Regions from separate parts of the Sus scrofa genome. Here region 1 is linked to region 2. The links are chromatin contacts, called in public Hi-C maps. All regions are on one chromosome and are shown on one strand. Each heading gives the region's core, a stretch centred on a gene start, on an enhancer-like site or on the middle of the called end of the contact. The rest is flanking DNA. Distances are from core to core; before and after follow the strand shown.

Region 1 (3,391 bases), core at 447-2,946, 130 kb before region 2:
TTCCTAGTAATTCAATAAACCTAAAACCTTTCAAAAATCAAAAGAAGTTTATTTACAAAGAAAAACCAACTCCTGTGGAACTCCTTTGAGGATCAGCCCTGGGACCCTAGTTTGAGAAACGCTGCCCTACACTGTTCTCCACCCTATTAATGCTGGTTGAATAAACAGCCATGCTTACGATCTGGGGGATCCTGTTGGGCTTAAGTGTCTGTCCTGAGCTCCAATCCCCCCCGGGATACCCTTCTCTCTCCTCATCTGGTCCAAGAAAGTCAAAAAAGTCATGCAACACTGGGAGCTCCCTTATTTGGGTTTTCCAAGTTGAGGTGTGGGGAGCACCCTCTGCCTGAGCTCCATACACTTCCCTTCAGAAAACCCTGTTCCCAAAGTGGCAGAAAACTCACAGAGGCCAAAGCCAGGAAAGGCCTCCTCAGTGACTCCCCAGAGCATCAGGGCAAGAAACCCGGAGAGACAAAGCTAAGTGTAACAGTATAACAAAATGTGAAGGCGGAATCCTGACAGAAGACAACAGATAAGAAAGAGTAACAAGAGGAAGAAAAAGGATAAACTACAAAGAAGCAGAGTCCTCGGCAAACACCTTTGTAATTTTTTCCCCCCACCGAAATGTCAGTTTTGAAACTCGCTTCTGAAAATTCAGCCCACTTCTCACATCCCCAAAAAGGAAAATCGGAGGACCGTGGCGAAGAAGGAGGCAATGTTACCCCTTACTTCAGAGCCGGGCATCAAGAAGGGACCCTACCCATCCACGTATCCACGAGGCTCACAGCCAGTGGCTCGCACCAACCTCGCATGGGCCCTCTCCTCAGATCTAGAAGTTTCCCACTCGGGGGTCCGGATTGCCAAGCCCTCCGGATGGGTGGCACAGGGTCCTCCAGGCTGGGCACCACTTTCCAACCGTCCTTGGCAGTTCAGAGGGTCTCCCGAGGTGGCCACACACCCCCTCCTCCCAGCTAGGGCGGCCACACCCGCCCCCAGACTCCCACCTCTCCCACGCCTCAGGCCCCCTCCCCTCCCACCCAGCCTCCACAACCCCAGCTTCCTGCGAATTCTCCCTTCCACTCGCGGCCCCCCACTTCCTGCTCACCCCCTCCCAATCTCAGGGCCCTCACTACTCCCCCATTTCCCGCTTCCCTCCATAGTCCGGGCACCTCACCTCTGGCCACCACGCACGCCCTCTTTTTCTGCCGCTTGACACCGTCCCTCCACACCCCTCAACTCGGGGACCCGCACACCTAACTCCCCCGGCTCGGCCCCAAGGACCCCACCCCAGGCCCCCACGAGTCAGGGCCCCTCACCCTCGGGGCCCCGGGCCCCTCACTGTGGTCGCGTCCCTCCCGCCCTGGGCCCCCCGCCCTGCCGGCCTCGTGCGCAGCCCCCGCGCGCAACCCGGCCCTCGGCCCGGCCCCGGAGCCCCGCACTCACGGCTGTAGAGGGCGATGCCCGCCGCGTCCGGGCCGGCGCGCACCTCGAGGCGCAGTGCCTGCTGCTCCGCGTGCCGCTGGATCTCGCCGTTCGCGTCGCCGATGGTGAGGAGGCGGGCGCCGGGGAACACGGACACGGCCCCGCAGGGCCCCGCGACACCCGGGCCGGCCGCCCCTGCGCCGCCCACGCCCGGCCCCGCCGCCGCCGTCGCTGCTGCCATCTTAGATCCGGCTCCAGGCCCCGCCGCCGCCGCCGCCGCCGCGCCCGGGCCCAGGCCGCCGCCGCTGCCGCCGCTGCCGCCGCCGCGCAGGCCGAGGCAGAGGCCGAGCCGGGCAGCGCCGCCTGCCGGCCACGCGCCGCCTCGCCGCCACCGCGGCTGCTGCCCGGCCCCGTGGCGCAGCGCCCCCTGCCGGCGGCCCTGGGCGCTGGGAGGGAGCACGCTGGAGGGGCGGGGCCTGCCCCACCCAACCCCGCCCCGCCCCGCGCGAGCGGTCGCCGCTTTGTGAGGTGACTCCGCGGTCCAGGAACAGCGGGGACAAGAGCGTACGTCGGGGGAGGTGCTTGCGGCGCGAACACGCCCCTGGGCCTCGGCCCCGCCCCCCGCCCGGCGCGGCCTGAACTGCCGGCGGTGCTTTGTGAGGCAGTGAGGCCGCCGAGGCCCGGGGAGGGAGGGGGCCGGAACGCGCGTCAGGGGGACGGTGCTTATGCCCCGGACACGCCCCCTTGCCCCGCCCCGACAGTCGTGCCCAGAGAGGTGGCTCCCCAGCTAGAAAAACGGCGGGGGCGGACCTGACGCCCAGCAGCTCCGACACGCCCCTGAAGCTTGGGTCCGCCCGTTGCCCCTCCCGGCTTTGTGAGGTGACACGCTGAGGGGCGGGGTCCAGCTGCGAAGAGGCCCCGCCCCTACACCGGTCCTGTTCCCTCCCGCTTGCTTTGTGAGGCTCTGGGTTCAGGGGAAGACCGGAGTGAGGGGCGGGGACAGGACGTAGGGACACGCCCCAGCCGCAGCCGGCGGGATGGAAAAACAGTTTGAGTTAGGACTTGACCCCAGTACCCCACCGGGAACTCCTGCCTGAGCACTCAGCCACTCCTCCGCTCCACTCCATCATCTCCAGCCCCTTACTCTAGGGCCCTCCTCCTCCATCCTCAGCCCTTCACTGTCTTCTCCCCTACAAAAAATTCTTGGACCCCTCCTTTAGCCCCTTTCCTCTTCTACTTTCCCTGCCCCGAATGATGGCTGGCCAGCAAATCGGGGCCAAGTGCCCCTTTCCATACACACACAAACACATATCTGTCTTCCCTCCAGTTCCCCCCTCCACTGGTCCAGGGGCCCATTCTCTTTGGGGGAGTTCCAAAGGGGTTTGCAGCCACATTCTCCAGCTGCCTCTCTAACCTAGACCTGCTCATTTAGTACTGTCCTTCCCAATGTTCCTCTTCCTCCACCCCACCATCATTCCACCTCCTGTGCTCACCAATACAAAGAATTTAGCTGAGGCCCACGTGGTACTACCCCATCCACGCACCCCCGAGAGCTTCCCCATACACCACACTGAGTGCTACAATCAGTGATTGGACCCCAGAAGCCCCGGGCTTGAAGGAGTACATTCCATCGAGACTTTGAGAACAGCTCAACACATTATAATTAATAACTTAGGCATGCCAGCAGGGCACACAGAATATACCCCCAGGTACCCTATGCTCCAGAAAACCAGCCAGGTTGGTCAAGTTAGGTGTGGCATAGAAGGAGGAAACCAGAGAGGTGTGCAGAGAGCTCAGACTTCACAGTGCCCCAGCAAAGGGCCAGCAGGGAACCTAACATCTCCTTCACTGGTGGCCTGGGAAGCTGGGAATCCAAAGAGAGGCTTCCTACTTTCCATCCAGCCTCTAGGCCAGTGCTTGCACTCGTTCTCCCACCCCTGCCCCTCTGCAAGGCCAGGGTTCCCCTTAATCG
Region 2 (3,150 bases), core at 571-3,070:
AGCTGGGCTCCACTGAGCTCCTCCTGCCTGGTGGTCTTGGGTAAACAGGCTGTCTTCTGAGTGGAACAAGAAAGAACTTGGCTTGGGGCCTGTAGGATGAACGTTACCTCTTAACACTGATAACAACAATAATCACGATAATAATGACTATGATATTATCATTTGGCAGCCCCAGTCACAAATGGAGTCCTTCCTAGACAAATAGAGAAGTGGCCACCCATCTGGGAGGCAGAAGGGCAAGAAGTGGGGGAAGGGAGAGAGAAGAACCTAATTACATCCATTAGCTTCCTGAATCCTAGGAAACAGCCCACAGAATGGAATATGTCCACAGGACAGAGAGCCAAACTGAGACTTCTCAGAACTATCCAAAAAAGGCTGTATTCCAGATCTTGCCTGATCAGGTAAGAAGTTCCTTCCCAGGATCCAGGAAGGGCCCCCCACATTTGCAGGCTTTAGCTTGGGGGGCTGGCCCCTATGTTCTAGGGCCATGGAGGTACCCTGACATGGACCAGGAAAGAGTCCTGGAGAAAGATTCCCCCGAGGGTTCTACTTCCAATTGAGAGGAGTTCCAGTCTCACCCTTCAGCTCCCTTTCTCTCTGCATCCTCCACCACCCCCTGCCACAGTGGTGGGGTCAGACAGTCAGTCCGCTATGGCACAAACAGGCAGATTAGGAGAAGGTCAGATAGTAGGACAGACAGACAAAGGTTCCACTTGGAAAAGAGGAGCCAGCGTTCACCAGGCACTAAGCTTTAGAGTCAGCCCAGGAGAGCCAGGCAACAGGGTCCCCAAGGGTCAGCCAGCCAGTCAGACAGCAGAGGCCAGCTGGAGGTAACCCAAGAGAGGAAGAGATAAGTGTTAAAGTCTGTGAAGTGCACGGATGGGCAGCCGGACAGGACAGGTCATCCTAGATAGCTGGCCAGGCAGCAGGGGGCTGCTCTGCGGTACTGGACAGATGGACAGCCAAATGGTGGTGGTGGCAGAAGCCTATCCAGGACAGAGAGACAGCCAACGAGACGGCAGGAACTGCTCCAGATAAATGAACAGCCAGTCAGACCGCAGGGGTCGGCCCAATGGATATCTAAGTGACAGGTTTCGGACAGACAGGGAAGGGGAACCTGCCCCTGACACACAGGCAACCATATGGTAGAATTCACCCACTATAGCTGAGGACCAGAGAATCGGCAGAAATCCACCGCACCTTCTGGCCCTCGCCCATGAGATACCCCTTTAGCCTGGGCCGGCTCCCCACCTCCTGCAAGGAGCCCTCCGCCCAGGGCGTCCCACAGGGCCCGCCTCCCTGTCCCCGTCCCCGTCGCGGGCACGCAAGCGCCGCAGTTACGCCGGCGGCGCAGGGCGCGCCATTCCCGGTCCGCCCTCCGCGCCCTAGGCCGCCGCCCGCCCGCCGTCGCCGCCACGCTCGCTCACCGGCCCACGAAGTTCTCGAGCACTGAGCTCTTGCCGGCGCTCTGGCCGCCCACCACGGCAATCTGCGGCAGGTCCAGGTGGCAGCTCTGGCCGATGGAGCTGAAGGCATCCTGCAGCTTGTTGACCAGCGGGATCAGTTCTTCCATCCCGCGGTTGCCCATGGCGCCGGTGGCCCCGGCCCGAGCGCCCCGCGCTCCCCACCCGCCCCTGCCTTCAACGACGCGGCCCCGCGGCGTCCACGGCCGTTGCTCCCCGTCCGCCCGGGCCTCGGCGCGACGCCCGCTCCCGGCTCGGCCTCACGGTCGCCGCCTCATCCGGTTCTCAGGCGACACCCGACCCAAGCGACCTCCCGCCCGGGGCCCTGGGGCTGCGCCCAAAGCCCTCGCCCCACCCCCGGTTGGTCAGCCGCGCTGTCGCTCGTGCACCCAAGCCAGTGAAAGGGAGGCACGGACCTACAGCTGAATGAACCTTCCCCCCCGGGGACTTTCTCTCAGTCTCATTGGACGCGAGAACTGTCGCTATTGTAGAACAGCCAATAGCAGCGTGAAGCGAGTTGTTCAGGCCGGGAGGCGGTGTTTCGGAAAAAGGCATGTTAGCCCCGCCCATTGGGGGAGTTCCCGGATGGCAGGCCCATCCGCCAGTTTTATTGGCAGGGAGACCGGCCAGTCAACAAAATTGGCCAGTGATATTAAGGATCGATTCTTAAACACAGATCTGTCACTCGACTCTACCTAGTTCCCTAAAAATTTCCCATTGGTTTATATAAATATCACTCCGTTCCGTCAGCCAACAAATCAAGAGGGTGGGATTTAACCTCGAATCTTGACGCTAATTGGACGATGTATCTGTCCATCAAAGAATCACAAGCGCTTACTTGTGATTGTCGTAGGTCGGCTAGTCTTCTGAAGCAAAGAGTAGACCCAAAGTACTCGCCAACGTGCGCCACCTTGTGGACCCAGTGGTGATGGTCACGCCTGAGTTCCTCGGCTCTTAAAAAAAACTACAAGTCCCAGAATGCGTCTTGGCCGTGAGCTCACAAATCAGCTCCTTGCGCGGGGACCCAGTGCACTTTGAAGGTGAGAATCAGGCGATTAGTGGTTCCTAGGGAGAAGCAGGCTAGCTCGGCCTCGCTAGCTCCCACGCCTCCAGACCCTGGCGAATGCTGTGTCCTCCCGTAGGAATACCGTCTGATGACGCCTGTGTTGATGCAGCTGACGCTCCAACGTCGTTCCTCTGATTCTTCAACTTTAGCACATCTTGGATCTTTTTGAGTACTCAATGAAACTCAACGGAACTTCTCCCCAGAAAGTTCTCCCCTATTATTTTGCAGGCAACGCTGGGGATTCTGGGAACTGGGACTCTTGACCACTTGGAAGAGGCGGGGGAGTTCCGGCTGTGATACAGCGGGTTAAGGATCTGGCTTTGTCTCTGTGGCAGCGAGGGTTCGGTCCCTCAGCCGGCGCAGTGGGTTTAAATTCTGACGCTGTGGCAACTATGACGCTGTCGCTGGGATTCGATCCCTGGCCCGAGAATTTCCATGTGCTGACGGTGCAGCCAAAAAAAAAAGGAAGCCGGGAATAGATGGACTGACTTTAACAGAAGTGATCTGATTCCTCTGGACAAAGATAGGCCAGAGGCAGCCCAATAAGGAGCCAGGAGCAAAGGAGGTGGGGAAGTGGGCTGAGGGGGCAGGGCAGTAACAGGGGAAAGAAGAAAAAATGAG

What was found. Hi-C and Micro-C count contacts between places; a contact is called where the count stands out from the background.
Region 1: a contact with region 2 is called in a Hi-C map of skeletal muscle, with 2.4 times the contacts expected there. The contact joins the promoter of CARM1 here to the promoter of DNM2 in region 2. A contact is called at or near these places in 3 of 47 Hi-C or Micro-C datasets (embryonic fibroblasts and skeletal muscle) and 1 of 2 datasets of contacts at active chromatin or transcription factors (alveolar macrophages).

What each region holds. Positions count from the first base shown.
Region 1 is chr2:69,600,426-69,603,816 of Sscrofa11.1, reverse strand. CARM1 (histone-arginine methyltransferase CARM1) reads right to left here and starts at 1,696. Exons shown (of 15, transcript XM_021083821.1): 1 at 1,441-1,696. The coding sequence starts at 1,660. It overlaps C2H19orf38 (protein HIDE1), which reads right to left. Exons shown (of 7, transcript XM_013994683.2): 7 at 3,057-3,391.
Region 2 is chr2:69,472,683-69,475,832 of Sscrofa11.1, reverse strand. DNM2 (dynamin-2) reads right to left here and starts at 1,820. Exons shown (of 20, transcript XM_021083818.1): 1 at 1,428-1,820. The coding sequence starts at 1,588.